Linked DNA regions of Mus musculus: region 2 is linked to region 1. A link is a contact called in public Hi-C data. All regions are on one chromosome and are shown on one strand. The core of a region is the stretch at or near the end of the contact, and the rest is flanking DNA. Distances in the headings are between cores, read along the strand shown. Region 1 overlaps Gm30374 (a long non-coding RNA gene). Region 2 overlaps Zeb2 (zinc finger E-box binding homeobox 2).

What was found. Hi-C and Micro-C count contacts between places; a contact is called where the count stands out from the background.
Region 2: a Hi-C map of cortical neurons shows a contact between it and region 1, with 4 times the contacts expected there. The contact joins two enhancer-like sites. A contact is called at or near these places in 15 of 484 Hi-C or Micro-C datasets (the HPC-7 cell line, cerebral cortex, cortical neurons and 8 more) and 6 of 115 datasets of contacts at active chromatin or transcription factors (craniofacial prominence, embryonic forebrain, embryonic hindbrain and 3 more).

What each region holds. Positions count from the first base shown.
Region 1 is chr2:43,720,234-43,725,039 of GRCm38.p6, forward strand. All of the region lies in intron 4 of Gm30374 (a long non-coding RNA gene), which reads right to left. Among named protein-coding and RNA genes, the nearest start is that of Gm30374, 6.8 kb to the right of the region's middle. Within about 2 kb of position 2,683, at least 26 of the 459 cell types and tissues checked have an H3K27ac peak or open chromatin away from gene starts, as enhancers often do. A contact at or near this core is called in cortical neurons, where this site is marked.
Region 2 is chr2:45,100,900-45,105,705 of GRCm38.p6, forward strand. All of the region lies in intron 2 of Zeb2 (zinc finger E-box binding homeobox 2), which reads right to left. Among named protein-coding and RNA genes, the nearest start is that of Zeb2os, 7.8 kb to the right of the region's middle. Within about 2 kb of position 2,487, at least 50 of the 459 cell types and tissues checked have an H3K27ac peak or open chromatin away from gene starts, as enhancers often do. A contact at or near this core is called in cortical neurons, where this site is marked.

The DNA.
Region 1 (4,806 bases), core at 1,433-3,932:
CACTGGGGAAAATGGAAACTTATGGTGTGATAATTTGCTTGGGGGGGAAGAAAAGAACTCTGGTGGCTAAAACACATTCTCTCCAGGACTGTTTGGAGCCTATGACACTGTGACCTAAGTCTGAACTACAGACTGAGTTGCACTTTTCCCAATGACTACTAGAAGGGTGTAAGTATTGAATTCACACAACAAACAAATGACATAATTATTTTGTTTTAGGATGAAACATTTGGCCTGGGCGGTAGCTTAGCATCATAATGCTTGCCTAGTGTGCACAAGGCCCTGGCTCACTCCCCAGCACTGCAAAAAAAAAAAAAAAAATGCGATCTCAGTATCATGTAATAACAATTCATTCTTTCATCAGTAGAGAACCTCAGATTTCTTTCTTCTCTGACCTTTGTATCAAGCTGAGAACATGATCACACGCTCCAAGGTGTACAAGCTCGCCTTTGCATCCAGTTTCAGTGAATGACTCAAATGCTAAAAGCAAAACAGATCTGCCATTGGAAACTTCATAAATACATCCAGTGTATTTGCTGCTGACAGATTGAGGCCTGAAAGCACTTCCATTTCTTGAATATTAAACCATCTTTCTTCTGGCAATGCTATTAGGGGTTCAGGACCACATGGCAAAGAAGATTGCGATGCAAAGGAGCTAGACTCTAGAATAAGTGAAAAGGAGAAAGGCACTCAGGTTCTACAGAACGGCACGGGTATGAGGACAGAGTTCTAACAAGGTACAGTAGACACAGTGACTATGAAGCACCCTCCAGTGACAGGGTGGTCTCCAGCCACTTATAAGTGCACACAGATGAGGTCAAGCCAGGGGATTTCTTTCCAAGTTTCTCAATAAAGGAAGGGTAGTAAAATTAGCTTATGACCCAATACTAGAGCATTAGTCAGTATTTCTATAAAGCATCATACCTCAGTGTGAAGGAAGATTCTCAGAGCTTGGGGGACGGGGGAGGTTGGCTGTCTCTCTAATCCATGGGTGCTCAGTCTATCATTTTCAAATGCAGTCTCGTGTTTAATTCCATTCTGACTTCTGGCTTAAGTTAAGGAGAGATTTGTTTGGTACATCTTCATTTTCTGGTTGAATTTGCTCCATTCACCAAGCTAATGGATTCCAGGGTTCTTGTTTCCACTTCCTGGTACTCAACTTTTGATTTGCCAGTGTCTCTTTGCTAAGCTTCTCTCTGTAAAAGGGAACACCCTCTGTCCTAAGTTGAGCACTGGCAGGAACTGATGGGGCCAGAAAACAGCTGAAGAAGACCTTGGCAAAAATATATCAAAATGTTTTGGCCTTTCTGTGCCTGGATGCCTGGATGGATAAGAGGCCATCACAGACCTGGAAAAATAAATGCTTCATGCCCCCCCCCCCCCCCCCCACACACACTTATTTTCCAAATCCACTGCAATATTTTCAGAACCCTGGACAAAAGACAAAGTAAAATCACTCAAACTGTGTTATTAATCAAAAGTTTCCAAACAAACTATGAACCCCAGCACAATTCTATTTGTTCACATAGCAACTCCTCTCCGCAGGACCTGGGTCACCTCATTGAAACATCGGTTCCTTCCGCAGCTTGGAGTGCAGGTGACCCTGGCTCTGTTATTGCTGTTCGGTTTCCATTTTGCTTTCTGTGACACAGTTCAAGATCTCCAATACTTCACCAAACCTACCCTGGGGGAAAAAATATCTCTCTTGAAGGGAACACACCCCTGGCAGCGTGCCTGCTCTGGATGGCCCCGTGGCTAGATGGATGGAGGGGTGATTTAAATGAAATCTCAAGCAGACACACGGATTCTTGGGGAGTAAATGTCCAAATATCCAGTTCTTGAAAGTGCCCACAGAGGCAAAAAGCCACAAAGGCCATGTCCCAAACAAACCACTGTTATGTTTTGTTTTTTTGTTTTTGTTTTTGTTTTGTTTTGTGTTTTTTATCAAGTCCCATCTATTAAGTCGCAATCCTCTCCCAATAGCCCATAAGATTAGGGTTGGTGACTTAACCCTCTTGCTCCCAATCCTTCCGCACAACCACATCCCTGAACGTCACAGCACTAAGGAGCAAGTATTGACCATAACTGGGGACAACTTCAAAGCCATTGAGAGATGGCACTGATCTTACACAAGAGTTAATGGAATTACACACGGAAACATTGGCAGACAAACAACACACATGTCCATCCATGGTCACTAATTCGTCTTAAAGCTTGAAAGCTAGTAATAGTAGTAGTAGTAGTAGTAGCAGTAGTAGTAGTAATTTATCCTGGTAACATTTGCTTAACCTGTGATCACTCAACTTAAACTCCCCTTAATTTCGGGACAGTATGATGCAAGAAGAGTGACTTCAAAAGATCATGGTCTTGTGTGTGTCCCGTCCATGAGTCTGGAGAATGGTCAGCTGCTGGTACTACCTGCTCACCTACACTGTTGATTAGGCTTAGCTGCTGCGTAAGGGCAATATCTACCTGTGCTTTTCCCAGGCAAACATCACCATATTTGGCCAATCTAGCCGAGCTAGGATAGCCAATAATCTACGGGGCCACATGACTGAGGCTTTTGAGAACTGCTGCCTCAACGTAGGACATTCTAGTTAGTTAAAACCCCAGAGAGGTCCCATCATTAGTATTTACGCTGATTCTTGTAATGGCCACAAGGTGGCGCCAAATCACAAAGAAAACTGACTGGAGCATGGCTGTTCTGGTGGATTTGCATATTTCGCTGCTGGGACATTTCTTTAGTCTCCCGATAGGCATCATTCCTCGATTTCCCAGATGCATTAACGTTTGCATCCGATCTTTCTTATCTTTGAAGGATTTTGTTCTAGAAATCAAGAAATCAATGAAACAGAGGGAGGGTTCGGAGACTGCAGATAATCTATAAAGCCATACAGTTAAGTCTAAGAGATGAGAGCAGACAGAGCTTGGAGTTAGGGGGACAGAAGGCCTGCACTGTGGCGGCACCTCCCTGCAGCTCCCTGTTCTGAAGAACTCTGGTATGACTTCACGTGTTCGTCTTTCTCACCACTGGATATCAGCTCTGTAGTCTCAAGTGTAACTCTGGGGCTACGTCCCTGAAGTATTAGGTGGCACCGTGAAGGTACCTGCAACTTATGCACTAGAAGGGCTTGTCAACATAGATTGGCACACACTACTGTTAACAATGAAGATCTAGTGACTGGAACAGCCTTGAGCCACACCCCCTTCCAATGAAGCACTTGGCTTCACTTCCACAAGCTGTGTGTGTGTGACTTCGTGCACACATATCGATACACCTACATGTCTATATGAATAGATTTGCATACACTAGACAAGCAGAGTTAGGTTCTCATTAATTATGCACGTTTTGGTTGCCTGTGGTTGACAATAGATTTTTTTTGTAATATTTGTGGATTTTCTGATCTGTAGCATAAAACAATTACATTATTTAAGAGGAATGTAAGCTCATTAATGCATCAGGAAGGTTAAATCTTACCTAATCTTTTATTCTGGGCACTCCCAGACAATGACCTCATCATTATCCCATCTTCTTATATAACAAGATCTGTGTTTTCTTTTGAGCTTTTCGATGGGCCCATCTAGAAGTGTCACATGTTAGGGCTCCAAAGACAAAAGCAAAATTGTCACTGTGGGACATTTGAAAAAGTTTTTTGGCTTATGTGCCTGGTATTTGGTGAGGGGCTCATACATGAAAGCAGGAAGCATGGCAACCATTTTGAGACCACGAGGGACAAGATGACAGGTTCCTAGCTAACTAAATCTTTGCAATTCTGAGTCCCAAAGTTCACTCTGTCAATGTTTGCCATAGCCCAAGTTTATATTTCTCTTTACACACACACACACACACACACACACACACACACACACACACACACAACCTTGCACATATGTCAAATCCCCTGGTACTTTGGATTTTCTTTTGTACAAGACATAGAATCCTACCTTCATTAGATAATAGCTGGAGCAGCCTCGCATGCTTTCCTTGAACTTGTCTACAAGTCTGTCTACACTTGGCACCCACTAAATATCACTGAAGCAATCTGGGCTGCTATTCTTCAATGTTCTCTGTTCTTTTAAAATTGAGCTTTAAATCATTATTTCGTTTGGACAACTCAAAACCGGAACTGAGCTATATACTTCACATGGGCTCAAAGGGGCTGCGGACACACTGTAACAGCAGACTGAAAAGGTGAAATAAAGAGAGAGAAAAATGAATGAAGTGATATAGACCATGGAAAGAAGAGGTAAAGAAGATGAGGAAGTAGAAGAGGAAGAGGAGGAGGAGAAGAAAGAAGAGAAGGAGGAGGAAGAGGAAGAGAAAAAGAAAAAAGAGGAGAAAGAGGAGGAGGAGGGAAAAGAGGAAGAGGAGGAGAAGGGAGAGGAGGAGGAGAAGGAAAAGGAGGAGTATAAGGGAGAGGAGGAGAAGGAGAAGGGAGAAGAGGAGGAAGAAGAAGAGGAGGAGGAGGAGGAGGAGGAGGAGGAGGAGGAGGAGGAGACAGCCTGAGATTCACACAGTGAATAAGGGGGTGAATGGGGAGAGTCATTATCAGTGCAGGCTCTGGACACTGGACAGGAGAAATGCAGAGTACAGAGGTATGGAGCAGCTGAGGGAACCCCTGTGTGTGTGCCGGCCTCCAGAGGGCAAATAAAAGCCACCGATTACAAAGATAGAAGCTCAGATAAAGTATGGCTTGACAGGTGGCAAGTTCTCAAGGAATATTTGCTGAAAGCAAATGATAGGATCACTGTGAAATAATCCTGTCAGTCTAATTAATCTCTGATAAGGAGGATGGGAGGGAGAAT
Region 2 (4,806 bases), core at 1,237-3,736, 1.4 Mb after region 1:
CACCAGGAGGCTGTGACAAAGGGAGCTTGCAGCCTGACACACGGTGTAACGACATAGCAAACACCTTTAATTCTGTCATGTCTCATACCCTTTACTTTCTCACACATTTATGGCTGCTCGAACGTTGACACCTACACGCTCTTTGAAACTAAAAAAGGCGATCTTATTTAAGCCCAAATGCAACACCTGTAAAGTTATTCTTGTGCCCAACAACAACAACAAAAAAAATAACCATTAACCCCTTCCTCATAAAAACCTCTCTGCTTGCTTTGGAAAGTCTCAAGCTGCTGCCCGAGGGCCTGACTCTGAGGTTCACATGACCTCTCTAGCTTTGACAGATAGGCAAGACCTTCCCACTGCCATGATGCTAGGACTGAGATAATGTAACTGTCCGATTGGCCTTTGCAGCTTTTCAAGTTGAAGCCCCTTTCTTCCTCACAAACTTCTGGTATCTCTCACAGTAAGGAGAGAGAGAGAGAGAGAGAGAGAGAGACCCCGACTGCTTCATCCCCTCTAGCAACCCAAGTCTAATATTTTAAAAGCTAGAAATGAAAATAGCTTTTCTAAAGATATTTCTTGGAATATTTAATGTGCTGTCTTGACTCGCCTTTCTCTATCTTTTTTTTTTCCTTGCCAATTATAAACCACCATTTGGAGGGCTTATGAGCAATGTAAGTCCACCTCATCTAATTAAACCACATTGTTTTAAAAGCTTGAACAGTTTTCATGTCTACAAGACTTGTCTGAATAATAAACTGCGAGAGCCAGGATTCTGAGTGTCTTTGGAGAGCCAGGATTTCATATGCTGACTGCAAAGGGCCAGGCACTCAAAGAGTTAACCCACATTGCTGGGTAGGTTAATATCACAGCTGCCTGGTACCTCACTTAACAAAAGCCTCCTTTTGCAAACAGACCCCCCCCCCCAGTGTCCAAAGGTGTTTACTGAAGTAAATCTGCCTAAATCCTTCATTGCTTGAGTCATGGGGGTGGATAGGAGAGTGGATAGGAGGGGTGGAAGGTGCGCAGCTAATCTCTGTTTGTAAATTCTGTAAATCTTCTGGGAAAATGGTGGTGAATTAGGAATCTGTGTCACATGTCATGTGCAATTCTTAATGTGTCCATTCCTGCTGCTCTCAGAAGTGACGTCTACCACATAGGTGTTGGAACAGCTACTCAATGCCCAAACAGTCCTCTCTTCTATTGCAAAGCTTGTATGTCTAAAGTTATGTGTGTGTGTGTGTGTGTGTGTGTGTGTGTGTGTGTGTGTGTGTACTGTATGTGATCTAATTGTTGAGGAAGAACTGTTAGTATCTTAAAAGTGGTTAGAAGGGGGCGGGGGAGGGGGGGGGGAGACAAGCCGGTTCTGTAGCAAGATAATATCCTGAAAAGTTGTCACAAGATGGACCTGCGATTGCTGTGGTCTTGTTCTGGTGTCTTCAACTGCATGCTACTTTTGCATGTTGAAAATGGAGGCAAATAACACAGGAAAAGCTGACAGGTCCGCCTACGAGGGTTTAAACAATCCCCAGCAAGAAGGAGCCCTTTAGGCATAAACTTTCTCTGTCAAGAAAAAACGTGAATACCACCAGCCCCTCCCTACAAATCCTGAAGCATCCAGTTTGAGATACAAAAAGGCTGTCATCTCACAAATGTTAAACATACTAAAAAAATCTGAAAAAAAAAGTACGGAGAAGGTGTGAAAGCGTGGCACTTTACAGCCCTCAAAGCTTTTTAAAATAGAACAACTTTTCCCCCTAAAATTCTTTTCAGAGATTTTTTTTTTCCTTTTTGGCTCATTTGAGAGTTTCTTTCTTGGCTTTTTTCCCCTTTCATTTGAAAATATGAATTATCATAAAAAGTCAGGGTTGGGGGGGGGGAATGGGAAAGTCTTTTCCAGTTTTCCTGTGGATTTTTTTTTTTTTCATCTGTGTTCAGGCATCAGGCCCCTGCAGCCAGACCAGGGCTGGGTCTCCAAGCCCGCCCCCTTCCCGCCCACCCTCCAGTGCCCCCACCTCCTAGGTCATATGATGAACAATCATAGTTATTAAGGCCAAATTGTAAGTAGCGTTCAGGAGTGGGAAGTCTGCACACCTGACCCCAAATCTAACAGGCGTCTGGGCTAGAATTCAATCTTAGACTTTTTACCTCAAGTGGAGCTGTGGCCACGAATAGTACAGACATGCCATCTTGTAACACTATATGCCTGTCAGGAGGGACAGGCAGGGTTGAGCATCAACTATATAAGGCTGGTAACTAGGGAAAGGCCCAACAAACAGCCACAAACACCTAAGTTACTTTACTCAACCACTACCCTCTGAGCCTCTCCCTCTCTCTCTCTCTCTCTCTCTCTCTCTGTCTCTGTCTCTCTCTCTCTCTCTCTCTCTCTCTTTTCATCTTGGCTTTCTGTGGCAGAATGCAAATGGAGCCTGCCGGCGGTGAAGGACTGAATTGTGATTAAGAAGAAGAAGAGCTCTTTCTTTGTTCTTCCCTCAGGGGATGTTTACTGGGAGAGACACAGAGGATCAGATATGAAAGGCATTCAGGTCAGCATTGATGTGAGCGAAAGTGAAATCATACCTAAGGCATTCAAAAGACCGCCGTGTCAGGGGTTCAGCTAACGGTGCAGCTACTGTGTATCTTCCCAGAGAGGCAAAAAAAAAAAAAAAAAAAAAAAAAAAAAAAAAAAAAGAAAAAAATCCTCCCACTGACTGGCCATTTCTTTTTTCCCTAATTTGCTACAAGATTATAAAAGCACCCCCCCCATTTACTTAGCACCACATGACACAACAGTTAGGATTTTTCTCTCCTCCAGGACCACACAGAAAATCAAACCAACTTCTAATCATTGTATTACATAAGTGAAACAGCAAGGCACTATCCGATCTGTGAAATATTTGTAAACAGGTGTACTCGTGTAGGTTACATAGATGTGTGATATACAGGGGAGAGTGAAGAAGAGAGAACTCCAGAAGACACATGCATGAATGACTTTTCCTGTCAGCACCTTGACAGGAAACACAACGCAACACACATGCACACACACACACACACACAGACACACACACACACACACACACACAGAGAGAGAGAGAGAGACAGAGAGAGAGAGAGACAGAGAGAGAGAGAGAACAGAACATCTTAAAATGAAATTATTTATTTTGTAATTACTGGTTACACTTTTCCTGAGAGCTTTAGCTCTGATACAACTGTCACCCGAGATAAAACTATCTAGCACACCGCTTATGAAGGCAAGGCTTTCTCCAGCCTGATGATTATTATTGTCCTTCTTTAAAAACTGCCTGATGAAGAAATCCTTGGATCTTACGTTTAAAAGTTTACACTCCCTACAGCCCAAACAGTCATTCAATAGGTTTTTTCCAAGTGGTAAGCTGATGATGTTGGCACAAACAGAGCTATATAAATATATACAAAATTCACAAATCACAGCAAACACACTAGCAACAAGGAGGTTCCTGGAGGTTCCAAGGCTCAAAGATTAAAAGAAAAATCACATTTCATCTTCTGGTTGCTTAAGAAGAAGGGGAACTGAAGACGTGGGGCTGCATTTCCTGGTCTCCAGTCATCCTTCCCTCTGCTCTGTGTTCTAGTCTTCAACATTCACATCTTGGTTAAAAAGCATATCTGGGCTTATGTTAACATCTGCTTTTGTGCTGACATTTTGTATATTTTCAACTAGTGTTTCTGCATCACAGATTTCCCTCCTTTATCTCTTTGCTCTAAAAAGAGAAGCAAAGAGCAATCAAAAAGGTGTCTGACTTGGCCATTCAGACAATTGCCCCCTTGTGGGAACGCAGGGGTGAATGGTACAGTGGACACCCAGGACCGTTGACGTTATAAACATGTAAATGAAACACATTAGCGCAGACAATCAATTGTCTGTGAGCACTGCAAACCTGCACTCCCTCTCTCTGTGACAGGCACAAAATAGTGTCTACCTTGGGAAGCCACAGTGCTGATGAAGAATAGGACAAAGAATCTCCTTTCACATAGAGAAAAAGCACCTTCAGAGCTTGGAAGAACGCAGATGACAAAGAGAGTTGTAAGGAGAAGAACTCCCACCCCCGGAATAATTACGCCCCTGATAGAAAGCTAACAGCAGCCTTCATTCCTACCTTCAAGGGAAGCACACACACACACACACACACACACACACACACACACACACACACACACACACCATCCCAGGAAAATAAGGCATTAGAGTCTTGAACGACCTCTTGTAATTTTCTTTAAGCAAATTAAGAAGGAAAGAACGAAGGGAAGAATCCAGAATCTATGACAGAGCAGTTTGACAGGGAACTACAGACTAGGTTTTCTCCACATTCGAAAACAAATGCTAAACGCTATGAAATAATTTTTTTCTTGTACTTGACAACAGAGTAGCATTACAAAGTTTAAAACCTGAAGCCTACCCCTATCCCTGGTGGACTGCCACAGCAAGGATGCCACCGGGCTGGCTGCTGGCTCTGCTGGGAAGCAAAGCACGTGTCTACCCCAATTGGCATCGTCTTTTTCCAGACCAAAATAAAACAAATAGATCAGTCTAGATACATAGCCCCCAGCCTTGTGTGTGCAGTATCTCCATGGAGAGAACAGGATGGGGATGGATCTCTCTGGAGTACCCTCAGAGCTGGTACCTGCCGCACAGACAGCCTGACTGAAAAGCAGGCGAACAGTCTCCCTGTGACAAGCTCACCAACTTTAGGAAAGCAACTTGCCAAAGATTTCCACAGTGGCAAAGATAGGTAAGTTGTGACCAGTTACAACCTGAAGGACACCATCCTG